2 separate regions of the Macaca mulatta genome follow, and region 1 is linked to region 2. The links are chromatin contacts, called in public Hi-C maps. All regions are on one chromosome and are shown on one strand. The core of a region is the stretch at or near the end of the contact, and the rest is flanking DNA. Distances in the headings are between cores, read along the strand shown.

Region 1 (4,164 bases), core at 405-2,904, 41 kb after region 2:
GCCCCTTCTCCCCTTCTCCCTCCCGCCCCTCCGCTCCTCCCCCACTTCTAGCTTGGCAGCCCCTCCTCCCCTCCTCCCTGCAGCAGGGATTAGGGATGCATTCTGACCCCTGCCTGCTGTCAGGAGAGTGAGGTCTCTCCCTGGAGCCTGAGCTGAGGATGCCTGATTCAGCCAGGTGAGCCCCAGGATGGACTCCACGTCCCCTAGCCACCACCTGACTTCCCCAGCACCCCACGCTGGCACCAGCCCTTCAGATCTCAGAAGCGAGCCCCTCTCCTCTCACAGAGCCCCTCCCTGCCTGCCCTCCAAACCCAAGAGTTTTAGTACAAAAGGCAAAGTTAACAAATAGGGGTAGGCGTGAGGGGAGGAAGAGGATCAGAGGATCAGGAACGGAGAAACTGGGGCACCTGGAGAAGTGTCTGGGTCCTGCCGCCCCAACTGACTCCCCAGGTGGCCTTGGGCAGGGTCCTCTCGGCAGGGGCTCGGTCAAAGCTCGGGGATGAGCAGCCACCAGCGCAGGCTGCTTCAGCTGGGGCTTCGTGCTCCCCACATTCCACTGCCACACCCCATGTCCATCATGGGTAGAGGCAGGACAGCCACAGAGCCCCATGCATGCGGCTGGACTCACCCTGGGCACTCCTGGAAAGGCAGTCTCCTCCTTTCCAAAGCCCAGACTTTCTCCGGACTCCCAGGACCACCAAGAAGGATTCCACTGCCCAGACTCGGGGGTCTTGGGGAGGAAGGACGCTTTCTAGGTGGCTGCCTGGAACCTAGAGGCCCCTTTCTACGGCACCTGGCCAGCGGTCAGAGAGTCACACCTCCTTGCCCAGAGTGACAGGGCGGGAGAGGCATTTCTAACGCTGCCAGGTAATCCCACGGGCTGGAAACGACCTCCGGGCTGGGATGGCACCGCCTCCCCCAGTCCTGCTGGGTCCCTCAGCAGAGCGAACGGAACCAGGGCTTTCCCCAAAGTTTTCAAAGTTTCAAGGAATCCTAACTAGGTATCATTCCTTCTTCCGGAGCCACGACCCCAGCTCAGGCCTGGGCCCCCCACAGGGCGGTCCCAACCCCACTGCCCGGAAACCTCGCCCCGCTGCTCCCTGGGGCGCACGATGCCCTCCCCGGGAAGGTGCCGGTCAGGGCGGACAGGCCAGGGTGCTCACCGGTACCAGGCGAGGCCACGCTCGTAGCACCTGTCAAAGAAGTGGGGCTCAGAGCCGAGCGCGCGGACGTCGGGGTGCAGCCGCAGGAACTCCAGCAGGGCGCGCGTGCCGCCCTTCTTCACGCCCACGATGAGCGCCTGTGGGAAGCGCCGGCGGCCGGGACCGCTGGCCACGGGCAGATCAGGTGCTCCCGGGCGGCGGACCGAGCTGGGCGGCTCGGAGGGCGAGGGGGCCGGTGCGAGGGTGCGGGCGGCCGGCGGGCAGCGGCCGGGGAGGACGCGGAGGCAGTAGGCGCCGAGCACGAGGGCCACGAGCAGCAGCGGCGCGCGGGATGCCCGCAGAGCGGCCCCTTGCCCGGCCCCGCCGCCCAGGCCGCTGCTACCTGCCATCGGGTCGCGCCGCTCCCAAGCCTGGGAGCGGGGGCGGCAGGCGGGCGCGCATCTCGGCCCGCGTGCCGCCCAGCCCGTGGGTGCCTGGCTTCTGCTCTGCGCCCCGCCGTCCCGCAGCCTGGGAGCGGGCGCGAGGCGGAGGCGGGGCCGGGGCCGGGGGCGGAGTCGGGACGCCCTCCCCCTTCCCGCTTCCCCTCCCCTCCTCCCCACTCCCCCTCCGAGGCCACTGCCTGGGCTGGGACCCGCCGGCAACCGCCACCACCCGGGCGCGACTCGAACTGCTGGGACAACCAGGATGCTCCTGCTCCGAAATCCCGGGCCCCGGCTCGCTTGACTCCGGCGTCTTCACCCCTGCGCGGGGAGGATGCGGCGGCCGTGGCGGTTCGGGACGCAGGGCAGGGACAGGGCGGCGCGCAGGCCTGGGGACCCTCTGTTTGAAGGCCGATTCCCTCTGCCGCCCCAACTCTGGGACGTGCGCGGCAGGTGCATAGGCCGAGCCTTGGCCGGCAGGAACCGGAGCCTCATCGCCAGGCCAAGGGGACCGAGGAAGCGCGTCGATTCCGGCACTCCACCTGCCAAGGGAGAAGGAGGCCAGGCCAGCACCCTAGTATGCAGAGAGGGGTCCCAGAACGTGTGGGGGGAGTCTGCGGCCGGGAATGGCGTGCGTCCTGCACTCCCAGCTGACAGTCAGCCTTGCCACACATCAGGGTCACAGCCCGGCTGAGAGGTCAAGTCACCTCTGGTGACTGTTTTAGAATGGAGGCAACAGGCTCAGAGAAAACAGGCCTCCCTCCCAGGGGCCCAGTGGTGAACTGAATTCAGGCCTGAGACATACTCTGTCTACTAAGTCACCCCATCTGCCCAACCTTAGTCCACCTGGCACTACCCTGAGACATCAGTGATGCATTTCGGAAGGTGGCAAAGTGGACCCCACTAGAGGTGTGAAGGACTCAGGGAGCCCTGTGCTGGGGAAGAGAAAGAGCTCAGGACCTCCCCAGGGGCTGCCTCTGAGGGGCATGAGATTCAGGGGCCTCCCCGCTGGGATCTGTGAGGCACTGGACACTGCGGGAACTCCACACCTGCAACGCCCAGCAACAGCCTGCAGGGAAGGCAGGGGAGGCGAGCTGGGCTCAGAGAGGGCGAGCAACTTGCCCCATCCCAAGGCAAAGGTGGCATGAGACCCGGGTCCTCTCTCCGCCTCTGCCTCAGCCTTCCTGGCCACAGGGCTGGCACCAGGCTGGCACAGGCTCCCCACAGAGGCCCAGCCTCTTCCCACCCAAGGGCTTGCAACCCCTGTCCTGGACTCTGCTCATTAATGAGATGTTCCGGCCCTGACAGCATCTGGACAAGTCCCAGCAGCCGGGCTGCCTCAAGAGGTAGAGGGCCTCCACTACCCACACACGTTCCCAGCAGCAGCCCTGGCCAGAGGCGGCCACACGGGGCTGACGGGGTGAAGACAACTGACCAGTCCCGAAGCCTGGGCCCCAGACATGCGGGCGCACCTGCTCGTCTGGGCAAGCCTCCCAGCAGCCCCATGGGCGGGCACGCTGTGAGGAGAGCATGCTGGCTCATGCTGGGTCACAGGAAGTTCTTCTTCTGGTCTAGCTTGAAATGGCATTGTTCCCGACGGGCTGGCTCGGGGTGGGGGCAGGGGTCCCACCCTGCAGCACCCACCCCACGGTCTCAGCCATCCCCATGGTCTCAGCAGTCCTCACGGTCTCAGCAGTCCCCACGGTCTCAGGAGTCCCCACAGTCTCAGCCGTCCCCACGGTCTCAGCAGCCCCCATAGTCTCAGCCATCCCCACGGTCTCAGGAGTCCCCACGGTCTCAGCAGCCCCCACGGTCTCAGCCGTCCCCACGGTCTCAGGAGTCCCCACGGTCTCAGCAGCCCCCATACTCTCAGCAGCCCCCATAGTCTCAGCCATCCCCACGGTCTCAGGAGTCCCCACGGTCTCAGCAGCCCCCACGGTCTCAGTCGTCCCCACGGTCTCAGCAGTCCCCACGGTCTCAACAATCCCTACAGTCTCAGCAGTCCCCACGGTCTCAGCCGTCCCCACAGTCTCAGCAGCCCCCATAGTCTCAGCCATCCCCACAGTCTCAGGAGTCCCCATGGTCTCAGCAGCCCCCACTGTCTCAACATTCCCCACAGTCTCAGCAGTCCCCACGGTCTCAGCTGTCCCCACGGTCTCAGGAGTCCCCACGGTCTCAGTCATCCCCATGGTCTCAGGAGTTCCCACAGTCTCAGAGTCCCCACAGTCTCAGGAGTCCCCACGGTCTCAGCCGCCCCCAGAGTCTCAGCAGCCCCCACAGTCTCAGCAGCCCCCACAGTCTCAGCCATCCCTACGGTCTCAGCAGTCCCCACGGTCTCAGCAGTCCTCACGGTCTCAGTCATCCCCATGGTCTCAGGAGTCCCCACGATCTCAGCCATCCCCACCGTCTCAGGAGTCCCCATGGTCTCAGCCGTCCCCATGATCTCAGCAGTCCCCACTCAGGATTTGAAATTCCAGCGCTGGGTTCTTGGTGGCTCCTCCAGCCCCCTGCCCAGCCCTGTATGGTCATTTCCATCTCCTGGCCTTTCTGCTGCCATCCCCCTGCCGGATGCTTCATCCTTA
Region 2 (4,492 bases), core at 1,040-3,539:
CTGCTACTCAGGAGGCTGAGGCAGGAGAATCCTTGAACCAGGGATGCGGAGGTTGCAGTGAGCAAAGACTGCACCACTGCACTCCAGCCTAGGCAACTGGGCAAGAATCTGTCTCAAAAACAAACAAAAAAATAACCCTTCCCATGGCACCCTGACTTAAATCCAGACTCCTTGCGGTAGCATGCCATGCCCAGCTGACCTGGCCTCTCTGGTCCCCTGGCTCTCCGGTCCCCTGGCTCTCTGGTCCCCTGGCTCTCCGGTCCCCTGGCTCTCTGGTCCCCTGGCTGCGGGCATTTCCTCAGCATGGGCCTCGGGCCTTCGCAGATGTAGCACCTCTTTCTCCAGCATCCCCATCTTTCCAAACCAGGCTCTCCTCAGGTCTCCAGGAGAGGCCTTTCCTACCACCCTGCCTCACGCAGCCGTGCCTCTGAACTCCCCTCTGGACACTGCCAGTTGCCTGCTGTGTTGTCTTTCTCCCTCATGACACAGTAGCTCGTCAGGACAGAGCCAGGTCCTCACTGCACCCCACAGTAACCATGCAGTTCAGGGCCTCACATGCAGCAGCTGCCAGGTATGTGCTCACTAAATGAATACATGAGCCCTTTTAAAAGCGATCTAATTTGTCAACTGAGGATAATATTGCTACAATTAGCCTTTTGGAGAACTAGAAATTTAGTTAACAGCTAATTTTACATATATAACATGCACTGAAGTTATGGGAACAAGTGTGATTTCTATCTTGCTATTGTAGACAAATGAAGCTTCCAGGGAGCTCAGTGATGAGGTTCCTACGATTTTTTTCTTTTTTCTTTTTTCTTTTTTTTTGAGACAGGGTCTGTTCTGCTTCCCAGGCTGGAGTGCAATGGCGCAACCTTGGCCCACTGCAACCTCCGCAACCCTGGTTCAAGCGATTCTCCTGCCTCAGCCTCCCAAGTAGCTGGGATTACAGGCGCACCACCAGCAAGCTTGGCTAATTTTTTTTTTTTTTTAAGTAGAGACAGGGTTTCACCATGTTAGCCAGGCTGGTCTCCAAATCCTCACCTCAGGTGATCCTCCCACCTCGGCCTCCCAAAGCACTGGGATGACCGGCATAAGCCACAGTACCCAGCAGACATCTGCACTTTTTTTTTTTTCTGTCGCCCGGGCTGAAGTGCAATGGCGTGATCTTGGCTCACTGCAACCTCTGCCTCCTGAGTTGAAGCAATTCTCCTGTCTCAGTCTCCCAAGTAGCTAGGATTACAGGAGCGCGCCACCACGCCCGGCTAATTTTTGTATTTTTTGTAGAGATGGGGTTTCACCATGTTGGCCAGGCTGGTCACGTCGGCCTCCCAAAGCTGAAGTAATCCCAAAGGATTACAGGGGTGAGCCACCGCGCCCGGTTTTGTGTGCGTGTGTGTGTGTCTGTGATGGAGTGTCACTGTCGCCTGGGCTGGAGTGCAGTGGTGCGATCTCGGCTCATCGCAACCTCCGCCTCCCGGGTTCCAGCGATTCTCCTGCCTCAGCCTCCCGAGTAGCTGGGACGACAGGCACCCACCACCACGCTCGACTAGTTTTGTATTTTTAGTAGAGACGGGGTTTCTCCATGTTGGTCAGGCTGGTCTCGAACCCCCGACCTCAGGTGATCCACCCGCCTCGGCCTCCCAAAGTGCTGGGATAACAGGCGTGAGCCACCGCTGCACTTTTCAACTTACAGGTCGCGGCTTGGAAAACTCAAAGTCGGACCCACAAGTCAGAGGCTCTCAGCTCCGCGAGGGGCTTTCCCGCGTGTCCTCCGGCACCGGCCTCGATAAGCCCCGGGAAAGGCAAAGCTGCGGAGGCCGCGGGAGGCGCTGGGAGGGCGGGCGGCGCCACAGGACAACCCGCCCCCGCCAACCCCGCGGTGAGCCGAGGATGCGGCGGGGACCGGACTCCGCGTGGGGCGCAGGCACGTACCCCACACGCGGCGCGGCTCCGCCCGCCCCCTCCCCTCACGCGCGCGCCCGCCGCTCCCTCGGGGCGTCCGCCGGCCCAAAGCCGGGCCCTGACCCGCGCGGGCTCCCTTCCTCCGACGCCGCCTCACAGCTGGAGGCCGGGCCGGCGTCGCCACCACGCGGTCCACGCCGCTGCTCACCCGACGCTCGCCCGGCCGGCTGCTCCCCGGGCCTGCACAGAGGCAGCCGCAGCTTCGCGGACCAGGCCCGCCCGACCCCCGGGTCGCCGGCGCTTCGCGGCTTCTCCACAGGATGCTCGGGCCACAGCCTCGTGCAGGTGCGACGGGCGCGCGACCGTTAGCACGAGGCCCCGCCCCGTCCTCAGCGACTCCGCCCGCGCCGCGCTCCGACTCCGCCCGCGCCGCGCTCCGACTCCGCCCCCGTCGCGCTCCGACTCCGCCCCCGCCGCGCACCGACTCCGCCCCCGCCGCGCTCCGACTCCGCCCCCACCGCGCACCGACTCCGCCCGCGCCGCGCTCCTACTCCGCCCCCACGGCGCACCGACTCCGCCCCCGCCGCGCTCCGACTCCGCCCCCACCGCGCACTGACTCCGCCCCCGCTGCGCTCCGACTCTGCCCTCGGGGGAGGGGAGCCCAGCTGCCGTTTCTTCCAACGCGGGAGTCAAAGGGGCAGGACAGCAGCAGGTTCAGAGCCGCGTGTGGCTCTGTGGTCGCTCGATTCCAAAGACGGTGCGCCGGAAAAAAATAGACATATCTATCTATCTATAATATTATCAAGGGCGGGCGCGGTGGCTCACACCTGTAATGCCAGCACTTGGGGAGGCCGAGGTGGGCGGATCACTTGAGCTCAGGAGTTCAAGACCAGCCTGGCCAACTTGGTGAAACCCCATCTTTACTAAAAATACAAAAGAAATTAGCCAGGCGTGGTGGTGAGTGCCTCGTTGTCCTGTGGCGCCGCCCGCCCACCCGAGTAGTCCCAGCTACTCAGGAGGCTGAGGTGTGAAAATCGCTTGAACCCAGGAGAGGTCGCGTGAACCCACGAGAGGGAGGTTGCAGTGAGCCGAGATTGTACTACTGCACTCCAGCCTGGGCAACAGAGTGAGACTCTGTTTCAAAAAAAAAAAAAAAAATTAGCCAGGCATGATGGTCCATGCCTGTAGTCCCAGCTACTGGGAAGCTGACGGGGGAGAATCGCTTGAGCCCAGGAGCGAGGCTGCGGTGAGCTATGATGGTGCTGCTGCACTCCAGCCTGGGCAAGAGTAAGAGTAAATAAATTAATAAGATATATCTACATCGAATGATAGATTTGGCATGTATTACATCAAGAAAATACCCATAGATGTGTATATCTATGTATGAAAAGTGTGTATATAATTAGATATGCTAAGGATTGGACTTAGGTGAATCTGACGAAAATTTTCTCAGCTCTTCATGTTTTTAATTACTTCTATTTAGAAATCTAAATATCTGAAACTCTTTTTAGTCTGGATAAGCAGAGACTGACTAGAAAATAAAAGGAAAAAATATTTTTAGTCTAATGACTTATACTAATTTTTAAGAGTACCAACCCAGGGCAAGTAAGATCCAAAAACTAAGTCTATTAAATTTGTCACCTACTACTGTCCACATGTAGCATTGTTTAAAAAGAGAAGAACAACTTTGGTACATATAACACAAACATAAAAGAAAAATGCAACTGCAGAACCAAGTTTTATGTTATTATTAAAATACAATTTTTCTTTTCCTCATTTTTAAAAAATTTCCTAAATAATACTGGGAAGCAAAATAAGGTACCTGCTTTTCACCATTTCAAATATAATGGGAAGAGTTGGGTTTTTAAATCGTCCCTATTCCTTTCCAGTCTCTGCCTTTAAAAGAACATAGTTTTGGCGGGTCGCAGTGACTCGTGCCTGTAATCCCAGCACTTTGGGAGGCCGAGGAGGGCAGATTATCTGAGGTCAGGCATTCGAGACCAGACTGGCCCAATGTGGTGAAACCCCATCTCTACTAAAAATACAAAAATTAGCTGGGCGTAGTGGTAGGAGCCTGTAATCCCAGCTACTCGGGAGGCTGAGGCAGGAGAATGGCGTGAACCCGGGAGGCAGAGCTTGCAGTGAGCCAAGATCGCACCACTGCACTCCAGCCTGGGTGACAGAGCGAGACCCTGTCTCCAAAAAAAAAAAATAAGGCCGGGCGTGGTGGCTCATGCCTGTAATCCCAGTACTTTGGGAGGCCGAGGTGGGCGGATCACGAGGTCAAGATATCAAGACCATCCTGGCTAACACGGTGAAACCCCGTCTCTACTGAAAATACGAAAACAAAAAATTAGCCGGGCGAGATGGCGGGCGCCTGTAGTCCCAGCTACTCAGGAGGCTGAGGCAGGAGAATGGCGTGAACCCAGGGGACCGAGGTTGCAGTGAGCCAAGATCGCGCCACTGCACTCCAGCCTGGGTGACAGAGTGAGACTCCGTCTCAAAAAAAACAAGAAGAAGAAGATATCTTTATCTTTCCAAAAGAATAAACTAGTGGCCAGGGACAGTGGCTCATGCCTGTAATCCCAAC

Evidence for each region. A called contact is a pair of places that touch in the nucleus more often than the background predicts.
Region 1: a contact with region 2 is called in a Hi-C map of liver, with 2.4 times the contacts expected there. The contact joins the promoter of HS3ST6 here to the promoter of MEIOB in region 2. A contact is called at or near these places in 6 of 14 Hi-C or Micro-C datasets (CD4 T cells, blood, fetal cortex germinal zone and 3 more).

The regions. Positions count from the first base shown.
Region 1 is chr20:3,141,887-3,146,050 of T2T-MMU8v2.0, forward strand. HS3ST6 (heparan sulfate-glucosamine 3-sulfotransferase 6) reads right to left here and starts at 1,655. Exons shown (of 2, transcript XM_015125329.3): 1 at 1,164-1,655. The coding sequence starts at 1,552.
Region 2 is chr20:3,100,490-3,104,981 of T2T-MMU8v2.0, forward strand. It overlaps MEIOB (meiosis specific with OB-fold), which reads right to left and starts at 2,290. Exons shown (of 14, transcript NM_001193903.2): 1 at 2,111-2,290.